2 separate regions of the Arachis hypogaea genome follow, and region 1 is linked to region 2. The links are chromatin contacts, called in public Hi-C maps. All regions are on one chromosome and are shown on one strand. Each heading gives the region's core, a stretch centred on a gene start, on an enhancer-like site or on the middle of the called end of the contact. The rest is flanking DNA. Distances are from core to core; before and after follow the strand shown. Region 1 holds the start of LOC112790545 (protein TIFY 10A). Region 2 holds the start of LOC112790542 (mitogen-activated protein kinase kinase 6).

The links. Hi-C and Micro-C count contacts between places; a contact is called where the count stands out from the background.
Region 1: a contact with region 2 is called in a Hi-C map of leaf, with 4 times the contacts expected there. The contact joins the promoter of LOC112790545 here to the promoter of LOC112790542 in region 2. A contact is called at or near these places in 2 of 8 Hi-C or Micro-C datasets (leaf and an unstated tissue).

Annotation. Positions count from the first base shown.
Region 1 is chr3:50,897,811-50,903,128 of arahy.Tifrunner.gnm2.J5K5, forward strand. It overlaps LOC112790545 (protein TIFY 10A), which reads left to right and starts at 3,800. Exons shown (of 5, transcript XM_025832992.3): 1 at 3,800-4,418; 2 at 4,859-5,036. The coding sequence starts at 4,253. It overlaps LOC112790544 (serine/threonine-protein phosphatase 7 long form homolog), which reads right to left and starts at 1,899. Exons shown (of 3, transcript XM_025832991.3): 1 at 1,182-1,899; 2 at 1,017-1,107; 3 at 189-895. The coding sequence starts at 1,891. The coding sequence ends at 197.
Region 2 is chr3:50,673,368-50,678,550 of arahy.Tifrunner.gnm2.J5K5, forward strand. LOC112790542 (mitogen-activated protein kinase kinase 6) reads left to right here and starts at 3,726. Exons shown (of 9, transcript XM_025832989.3): 1 at 3,726-4,009; 2 at 5,068-5,180. The coding sequence starts at 5,101.

The DNA of each region.
Region 1 (5,318 bases), core at 2,550-5,049, 220 kb after region 2:
AGAGCTTTTCATATGTTTTGCATCAGGCATATTGAGTCAAACTTTCTGCGGAAATTCAAGGCACCGTACCTCCAAAAATTGGTCGTCAACATTGGTAACCATTTACTAAATTTAGTTATGTTATTAATAGATTCCACCATCACGCGATTTCTTTCGACAGCTAATTTTTTTTTTGCATGACGTTTTTATTTTGCTTTTATGTTAAATTAGTAACTATTTTTAACTTATAATAATTTGGTAAGTAATTAATATGTATTATATTAAACTGTGACATACCCCAATGTTGTTGATGATGCGTAAATGATGGGTTGAAGTGTGACTGCGGTACATACTGGCCTGAGAACTGAGGTTGTTCTTGTGGAAGCGGATTCGTAGGTGGTACCTCAGGCGAATGTGGCTCCTGTTCATCATTGTCATCATCCATATCCTGACTACCCTCATCCATATCATGATTACCACCATCCAAATCCTGATTACCTTCATCATCCTCTTCACCCACAAGATTTGACAAACACAAGCGGTTCCCATATTCTCCTCGGTACCAATGCATATAAGTTTCCAACTGAGGCTGTGAAGGAATGGGAAGCTCGGAAAGAACGTGATGATACCTGTTGGTCCAATGCATCACCCACATGTAATGAGTAGGTGCCGTGGCCCAGTTAAAATTCTTAGGACCAGTGAGGACTTCTCCATGCGCCTTATCTAGATTCCGCACCTCCTCAGGCACTCCCTGAACGAGTCTGAATTGTCGCCTATACCTATCGGTAGCATGCCACTCAATACATTCAAATGATACCAAAGGCACTGTAGCGCTCCACACAACCGAGTGCATATAGATTTCAGCAGGAATTATGTTAGGATCCACGCGATCCACAGCATACGCAACCCAGACAAACTGAAAAAAAAATAAAGGAAATTCATGACTACGCCCGACATAACAGTCATCATCATCTTTGGTTCATAAGATTTACACAGGCCCTAAATAGGAAAGTAATACTACTTTAATAAATACTCACCTCGCCTTCCTGAAGTTCATCAAAGGCCTTCCTAAAGTCAGCTAGCTTCATATATCTATATCGTCGGTCACCCCGCTCCCAGTTCCGCCACCTTATACGATACATTTAATGTTGATAATTGAGTTATAAATATAAATAAAGTGGTACATTTAAAAATTATATTACCTGTTTGCTAGCGGGAAACTGCGGGGCTCCCTAGGAACCGGCGATAGATATGGGAGCCGCATCCAAGCCCAACCGAGAAGAAGTGTTAGTGGGCCATCTATGCCTTTACAGTCAACTCGAGATGCCCGGCATAATGCCCTATAGAGGTGTGCTAGGCATGCAGATCCCCAACTGTATTGTATAATACTACCAAATTCACGTAGCAATGGAAGAAACTTCCAGTGCACACCTGCTGCACCTGATTTATCCCCAAACAAGATCGTCCCGATAAGCAACATAATGTGGCATTTGACATACCTCTGTATACCAACTTCATCAGTCAAGGGTAAATTTTCTTTAAGGTCCCGAAGCCAACTCAATTTAATGCAACTGCCTCTACACTCCGACTTACGCGGTGCAACTCCGAATTGATGCAAACACTCAGCCTCCAACGCTTCGAAACTACTCAATGTCATCCCTGTAACTGGAAGTCCGTCCGTTGGAAGACCAAGTATTAGAGCAACGTCTTCAAGAGTGACGGCACATTCACCAATGGGAAGGTGAAACGTATGTGTGTCGGGGTGCCACCTCTCGATTAAAGCATTCACCAATGCCTTTTGACATTGGACTACCCCAATCTGTGATGCATGGTAAAAGCCAGTAAGTCGTAGCTGCTCCTCTACCCTATCATTGTACCGATCCGGAGGAACAGGATGCTCACATGTCAACATTCTTAACTTCTGCAAAGTTCATAACAAAGTATTACTCAACTTCTTAACACTTACTAGGTTACTACTAAAATAAAAATATTTTATACCACAACAACTATTGATAATAATGATAACTAATACATAAATACCTAATCAAATCTCTCCACAGTAACACATTTATCTTGAATAATATGTAATAATACCCACTAACCACCTACTACTGCATATACCATTAGTTAACTAAAGATATTTCACTGAATTATAAAAAACATTTATAACAATTACTTTATGCCTAAATTCTTTTTGGAACATCATTCATACTAATTAATTAATAGTTTCCCAAACTAAGACTAACTCACAACAACAAGAACATTTACCTTCATTCATTACAATATACCTACTTAATAATTTAAATAGAATTATAAAAATTAAATTAAACCTATTTTCAAAATTAAATTAAACCGTTGGGGCTCCAATTTTTTTTTTAATTTCCTTATATTTATATTTAAACATAAACATAACTATAAAAATTAAATTAAACCTATTCTCAATATTAGTTACAATTATAACCGTTGGGGGTCCAATTTTTTTAATTTCCTTATATTTATATTTAAACATAAACATAACTATAATAATAATACAAAACATTCAAAATTCACATTCTAAAATTTCCGTGCTCTCTATAAAAAACGTCCCAAACTTACTAAATAATAACAATAATTTCACTAACAATAATACTTATATTCTAAAAATTAATTCCAAAAATTCTATAAATCTTAAAAAATACATATAAATCCTAAAAAATAGTAATAATCATTCTATCCTATGGATATTTCTAATTTGCACTTCTAATAACAACAATCATAACAAATAAATATTTTACATTAATACTTTTAAATAAAAAAATTTAAAAACCTTAAAAAAAAACTTACATAATCAGAGTGACTGAGATAATGCATGATATGAAGCTCAGGTCGATCAACATCTCTAGTTTTATTTTTTTTGGGCATTCTTTCATGTATTGAAACATGCAGAAATGAGAGGAGGAAGATGAATAACAATGGGGGCTTCAGGTTTGAAAACGAAAGCTGGGAGAGTGATGTCTCGGAGGGTGAGAGAAGTTAATGCATGAGTGAGGGAGCTGTTATAAGGGCACCGAATTGGGGTGGCTCCTGCTACGCGACACGTGTCTTCGGTGGTGGCAATCGCACGGTCAGATTTGCTGGACGGAACTCGCACGGTGAGATTTGCTTAGTGGAACTCGCACGGTGCGAGTTGGGTGGTCACTGACACCACACTCTCGTCATTCCCCTCCCTCCCCCATAACGGCGTCTGTTAGAAGTTCCGGTACCATATTGAAATTAAAAAGCCAGTAATTGAATATAGAATATTGGTAAAAACTTTAGCTAATTTTTTCTTTTAATAATTGATAAAAATACGGTCTCAAATGAACAATTTTTTAAACGGTAGAAATGTTATTAAATTATTTAAATTTCAAAGAATTAATTAAAAATTAAATAAAACTATAAGATGAAATGGAATAATTAAACTTAAATTTTGGTGAGAGAAAAAAAATAAAAGGAGAAAATAATAAAGTGAAAAATCAAATACTAAAATAATCAAATTACGTATTTGTCATAAAAAATTTAGGATTTAATTTTAATTTAAATTTATTTATTTTTATTCTTTCTTCATTCTTCCATGTTGGAGGAAAAAAATAATCTTTTAACTAATTATTAAGTGAAAAAAATTGATTTATTAGTTGGATATTTTAGGTAATTAATTAGAGGAAACAAAAGTAAAAATGGGAAGGAAAGTAAGGCAGCCCCCTTACGGAATACGGATCAGTTGGCCGTTTCCGTTAATTTTAACTGACGCGGAAACAACACGTGGTGGAAAATAAAATTACGCAAACTAAGCCAAACAAATATAAAAATAAAAACAAAAATAAAAGATAATGATGATAATGGATTAAATTAAAGTAATGCGAGAGTCGGGTTGGAGAGACCAAATGAAACAGCATAATAATACAGTCGAGAACAGCAGCAAGAAAAGCAACCTCTAACTTTTTTTATTCATTTATTTTTTTATAAAAGAAAAAGAAAACACTCACATATTCCTCGTGCTTCAATTTCCCACCTCCAACACCAAATATATTTATTTTTTATTGGGCCAATGAAAATTGGTCATAATTGTTTTCTCATTTATATATCAAGTCCTTGGCGACGAAGATCATCAGTACTTTAAACACAAATAGCGGTTCCTTCTTTGTTAGAATCCTCTTCAATATCTCCAACCGTTGATTAGGGATTTGTTAACGCTGCTTCAACTTTCTATACGGCCAAATATATTTGGGTGCTTTTAAGGTTGAATACTGCTACTATGTCTAGTTCGTCGGAATACTCGGAATTTTCCGGCCAGAAGCCGGCGAGGTCACCGGAAAAATCGAGCTTCTCTCAGACTTGCAGTTTGTTGAGTCAATACATCAAAGAAAAGGGCAACTTTGGAGATCTTACCCTCGGTATCACATGCAACACCGAACCAAGTGGTATGGATAATTAAATTCTCCCAATTATTATTTTCGAAAATTTAAGATGCTCTTAAATTATGTCGTTTTGGGTTATATATATATTTTTTTGGCTAGTACTTTAAAGGAAAAAAAAAAAGAAATTGAAAGTTTTTTTTGTTACTAACTAATTCCTTTCTTAAGGGTTTGAAAGTTTCTTGTATGGGAAATTGATTTATTAATCTTTTTCAAACTCAAACTCACAGATCTAACACATGGCTTAATTAATTTTGCCCTTGATTTTGAAATAGGGAGAAAACAAATTTCATGAAAGGAAGCAATTCATTTCTTCTAATTTTATTTAGTTTTTGGGGATTTATGTATGCTACCTAAGTATCCAAAAAATTTCTCCTTAGTCCTTACAAAGTTAAGATTTTTTTTGAATTCGAAAAAGAATTTATCTGAATCTGGAAATTGTGCAGGGTCACCTGAAACATCGTGTCAGTCTGCAACAACTATGAACCTATTTCCTACCAAAGAAAACAACGTTGCACCAAAAAGCCTCACACTCACTGGCACAGCCATGGGTTTGCTCTCTCCACAAGGTGCTTATCGTGCCAATCTTCCCTCTGAAGAAATTCCAAACTTGATCAATTCCAGGTTTGTTTATTACTTCCCATTCCTTAACAATTTGATAATTGATATGGAAAAAAGCTTATTATGTGTAACATACCTATTCATAATTGTTATAGATTTAATCAATAATTGAATTTCACATATCTAAATCCCAATTTGGGAACTACTTTTATTGCAATTTAATTTAAGGGTTCTAGTGGAAAAATTGAATTGAAGAAATAAAAGGTTAAGTTACTAATTCCATAACCTAGTTACATGAATTCACCAATTATGTAGGGTACCGGGTACCAATTTACGCGTACCGCA
Region 2 (5,183 bases), core at 2,476-4,975:
TTTGTTTCTAGGTTTTGTAATTGAGATATTTTTGTTCTTTTGTTTTCTTTTAATAATGCAATTTGAGATAATTCATGTGATTGTGATGTTGTTGATTGTTGTTTTGTTAATTCTTTGTAATTGTTAGTTGTTGATTCCTTTTATTCTTACAAATAAAAATGCTTTCTTTCATTACCCTCCAAGTGTTTGATGAAATGCTTGAGAGGATGTTAGAGTAGAATTCTATGTTCTTGGCTTGAGAAGGTGACTTAGGATTTCTTGAGTCACTAGTGTCCAATTGATTGATAGTTGATAGCCATTAACTCTAGCCTTCATTAATCCAATTAGTGGAAAGCTAGGACTTATGGACTAGGATTGATATAACTCACTTGACTTTCCTTTGTTAATTGATTTAAGGATGACTAAGTGGGATTAATCCTTGCAACTACCATACTTGTGGCTAGTGATAATGATGAAGACCCTTGACAACCAAACCTTGCCAAGACCATTTTGTTAATAAAGTTTTCTTACCATTTACTATTCATATTTCTCATCCAAAACCCCAAAATAAACAAGTCCATAACCAATAACAAGAACACTACCCTGCAAGTCCTTTGAGAGACAACCCGAGGTTTAAATACTTCGGTTTATAGATTTTAGGGGTTTGTACTTGTGACAAACAAATTTTTGTATGAGAGGATTATTGTTGGTTTAGAGACTATACTTTGACGAGAATTCATTTGTGAAATTCTAAACCGTCAAAAATCCGTTCATCACGTACGCGTCGCTTTTCTGCCGCACCAGTCACGTGTACGCGTCATACCACGTGTGTGCATCATCTAACTGCGACGAAACTATGGGAAATTGCATATCATTTTGAAGCTCCAGATGTTAGCTTTCCAACACAACTGGAACCGCTTCATTTGGACCTCTGTAGCTCAAGTTATGATTGATTTAGTACGAAGAGGTCAGGATTGATAGCTTAGCAGTTCCTTCGATTTCTTGTATTCCTTCCACTTTTGCATGCTTCCTTTCCATCCTCTAAGCCATTCCTACCCTATAAACCTTAAAAACACTTAACAAACATATCACGGCATCGAATGGTAATAAAAGGGGATTAAAATTAGCAAATTTAAGGCCAAAGAAGCATGTTTTCAATCATAGCACAAAATTAGGAAGGAAAATGTAAAACATGCGAATTCTATGAATAAGTGTGAGAATAAGAAATAAAATCCACTCAATTCAGTACAAAATAAACTGTAAAATAGCGGTTTATCACTTCTTAAGATTTTTCTCACTAGCATCTGCTCGGAATGAATAATCGCCATAGCGTCCAAGCTATTAATGATGATAAAGAATCTTTTGAACATGTCATCAATTGATTCTCCTTCCTTCATAGAGAATATCTCATACTCTTTGCTAAGCATGTCACTTCTGGTTTCTTTTATTTGTGTGTTGCCCTCATGTGTGACTTGGATCTTATCCCAGATTTTCTTTATTGTTTTGCATCTTGAAACCTTCAGGTATTCCTTGAAGCTGGTTGCACGGTTCAGCATGTTAATAGCCTTGACATTTAGTTTCACCTTCTTGTCATCTTTGTTCCAATCTGCTTCGGTTTTAGGAGTGACACCACCATCAGTGACTGGTTTTTTTTTTTTTTTTGAAGAATGGATATCTGTTGTTGGATTATCATTCTGTCAGAGTATAAGCCACTGTGTTGAAATCCATGTTGTTCACCATCAAGATCTTTCCTCCAAACTATGAAGCTTGGTCTCTTTGAGACCAAGCTCTGATACCAATTGATGGTAATCAGTGGCTAAGAGAAGGGGTGTTGAATCTTAACCCCTTTTTTGCTGAATCTCAATCTCTGATTTTTCAACCAAACTTTAGGAGATATTTCTGCTTTTGTCTCGTGTCGAGTTGAGAGACACTTTTGTTTTCGTCTCCTGATTAACAGAAACAGAGAAATGAGTAGAGAAGAAGAATTAACACCAGATATATCTTGATTCAGCCACTAGATGCAGTGTGGCCTACATCCAGTCTCCACCACAACAATAATGGAATTTCATTATCTCTTTTTCAAGATTACAAACACCAACTTCTCCCTAGGAACTACCCATTCCTATCTGGGACAAATCCAGATTCTATCCCCAATATGAACCTAACTTGGACTCAAACTAAGCTTTCAACTGCAAAGTGTTAACCCAACTTGCAAGGGAACAAGTCCAGATTCTAACCCAACCTGAACTTGAGTAAGACTCAAACCTAGCTTTCAACCACAAAGTGCTAACCTAACTTGCAAGGGAATCTCCTCAGGATCATGACAACAAAATGAAAATACATACAAAGAATTTTTTAGATAACTACGGATTTTTCTTTAACTCTCTACCTTTTTTCCACTCATTGGATTTTTTTTTTCAAAATCTCACATTTTGTCTTTTACCAATGAAACACAGACAGACTCACTGAGAAAAAAAATATTCAATAAAAGCCATGAAGGAGAAGAATAACTAGCTCAAATAGCTCTGGGAACCCAAACGTGTGCTCTCACTTCTTGATCTCAACCCTTGGCCGTTCACCCTTATTATAGAAGGGCAAGCTTCCAAAGTTGAAACCGGTTCAACCAACCCAGCAACTTCTTCTCCAACATAAGTTAAGTCACAATTTAAACAAAAGAAAAAGAGAGAAAAAATCGAAACTACATGTATGTACCTCTCTCAACCTTTTTCATCTATTTTCTTCAATCGTGGCCATTGATCTTGACTTTGGCCCCAAGAATTGATTCTGAATATTGATAAGTGTCTGACCCAGCCTGGCTTCAAGCTTCCCATTTTTACTTCTTCCCGACCTGAGACTCAAAGGCTATCTTTTTCACAAAAATGGAAATGAATCTTTGTTGCGCTTTCAAGATAGATTTGCTTCATGAACCGATGCATTTCTTTCCTTCCTTGGCAACAAATCTTTAAGCCTTTCTTCAAATCTTTCCTTCTATGGAAATAATCTTTCTTAGCCTTTCTACATAGGCTTTTCTCTGTGGCTTTAATTTTCTTCTTTCTTTTTTTTTTAATGAAAGATGTGACCGAAAGAAAGAGAGAGGAAAGAGAACAGAGAACAGCTTTCATTGGAAGTCATCAATGCAAATTAAATTGAATTGAATTTGGAGTTGCGGTTACCAAGGAATTAATAACCGAAGCATAATTTTAATGAAATTAAACTCAATTGGATTTTTACTTTCAATAACCAAGAATGATAACTTTGACAATTTGAATTCTCTTTGGTTTATGACCACTAAACGACTAAGGTTTTGGGCCATTTTCTTCTTTTTTTTTGCTTTTTAATTGTTTAGCCACTTGAAGTGAACAATTATTATTGGACTAAACTTGTTTAGTAACCAAACTGGCTCTCATCACTTGAGCCTCTTTGGATCTCTTTCTCTTTTAATATTAGCCACTATTTATGAAATAAATTTTGTATAAGGCTCGCCATTCAATAATTAAATTGGGTTTGATTGCATCTTAGCCCAATATTAAAAACTAATTTGCTTCGTGCATACTAACAAAAACATAAAACAAATCATTGGAAGCAATTTAAACAATTAATAATATTTTAATAATTTTCTAATTTATATTTAAATAATATTTGCTCATTATTTCACTTTTTCAAACTCAACACATATAATATATAATAGATAAATAAAAAGAAAAAGACTAGTTTAAATTATCTGCGGGCGCCAACTTAATTGAAGGAAAAGATAAGCTGGCTAGCTTAGTAAAGTGTTCCTTACTTCCTTTTGGCTCCTTTACTGTCTCAGTCTCAACTCTCAACGGTCTAAACTCTATGCTCTAGTCTAAATTCTAAACAAAGTCACACATGCTCTGCACTATGACACACCTCAAACCCTAGCTCCTTCCGATCTACTCACCACAATTCTGGTTGCCACCGTCCGTGGTCGCCGTGCTGCTTTGCCGTGATCGCCGTACTGCTTCTCTCCCTCGTCGCCGTTCTGCTCGCCGTTGTCACCGAAATTCTGGTAGGTGAGTCCTCTCTTTGCTGTGTTGTGTTGACTTGTTAATTTGCTTGATTAGTTAGTTGATTTTCTGGTGCTGTGTTCGTTCAATTTTAACTGATTTCTCAGACCCTATTTCAAATTTCATGGAAACATTAGTCCTTGTTGGTGTTTGAACATTTCCCTTTTGATCTGTATATCATTGTGTCCCCTGGATTTGAGAAAATGTTCACTTTTGACTATACAGTTTTTGAATCACTATGTAGATTTTTGCTGTGTCACACTATCATAGCAGTACCTCAATGTTTCAGCCTCATTTACTCGTAATTTTCTTCAATTCTAGCAATTTGAATGCAACAGAAACAGTAATCTACTACCAAAGGCCTCTACTCTTTTTGATATGTGTTTTGGAGCTCCAAATAAATACAAACTCTTAAGTAAATAAATTCAGTTCCAGTTTGATATGATGTACAAAATCTGCTCCATTTTTTTCTCTCCTGTTAATTTTTTTATCTTTTGATTCTAGAAAAGGGTGGAGAATTTTAATATGCACAAGTATTCTCAAACATGTTACATACTTAATGATTCTCACTGACTCAAAAAGGAACTACAAATTCTGCTTTGTTTTGTAAGGTGTTTTTTTTTTTTTTTTTCACTTCCAGTACATATAGGAATGTTGTGGTTTATAGTTTCAACAATTTGATGCTTAATAGGCTCAAGATTATTATGAGCTTTCAGCCGAGTATGAAGGGAAGCATAATAATTGAGAAGTTGGAGGAACTTGGGAATATGTCTTAGTGTTGGCCTCTGAATGACTTACTTGGTTACATAACGTATGTCAATTGAATGACTTACAGTTTATCTTTGATAAACTATTTAATTAAAGACCATGCCATCCAATTCCCTATAAAATAACGCAGAAATTATATTGGCGGTCATCCTCATTTGAATTAATGATATACCAAAGTTATGCTCACTATAAATCTAATATACCAAAAGTATCCCCACCTTTGTTTTTTTCCTTCTGTTTCTAATACTTTCTCTTCCTCTTTCTGTGCGCTCAAATTGTTGAATCAATTCAGCATTTCTTTGACACTGAAATAACGAAGAAACAAATGAAGATGAAGACCAAAACACCATTGAAGCAGCTCAAGCTTGCTGTTCCTGCTCAAGAAACACCCATCACTTCATTCCTGTA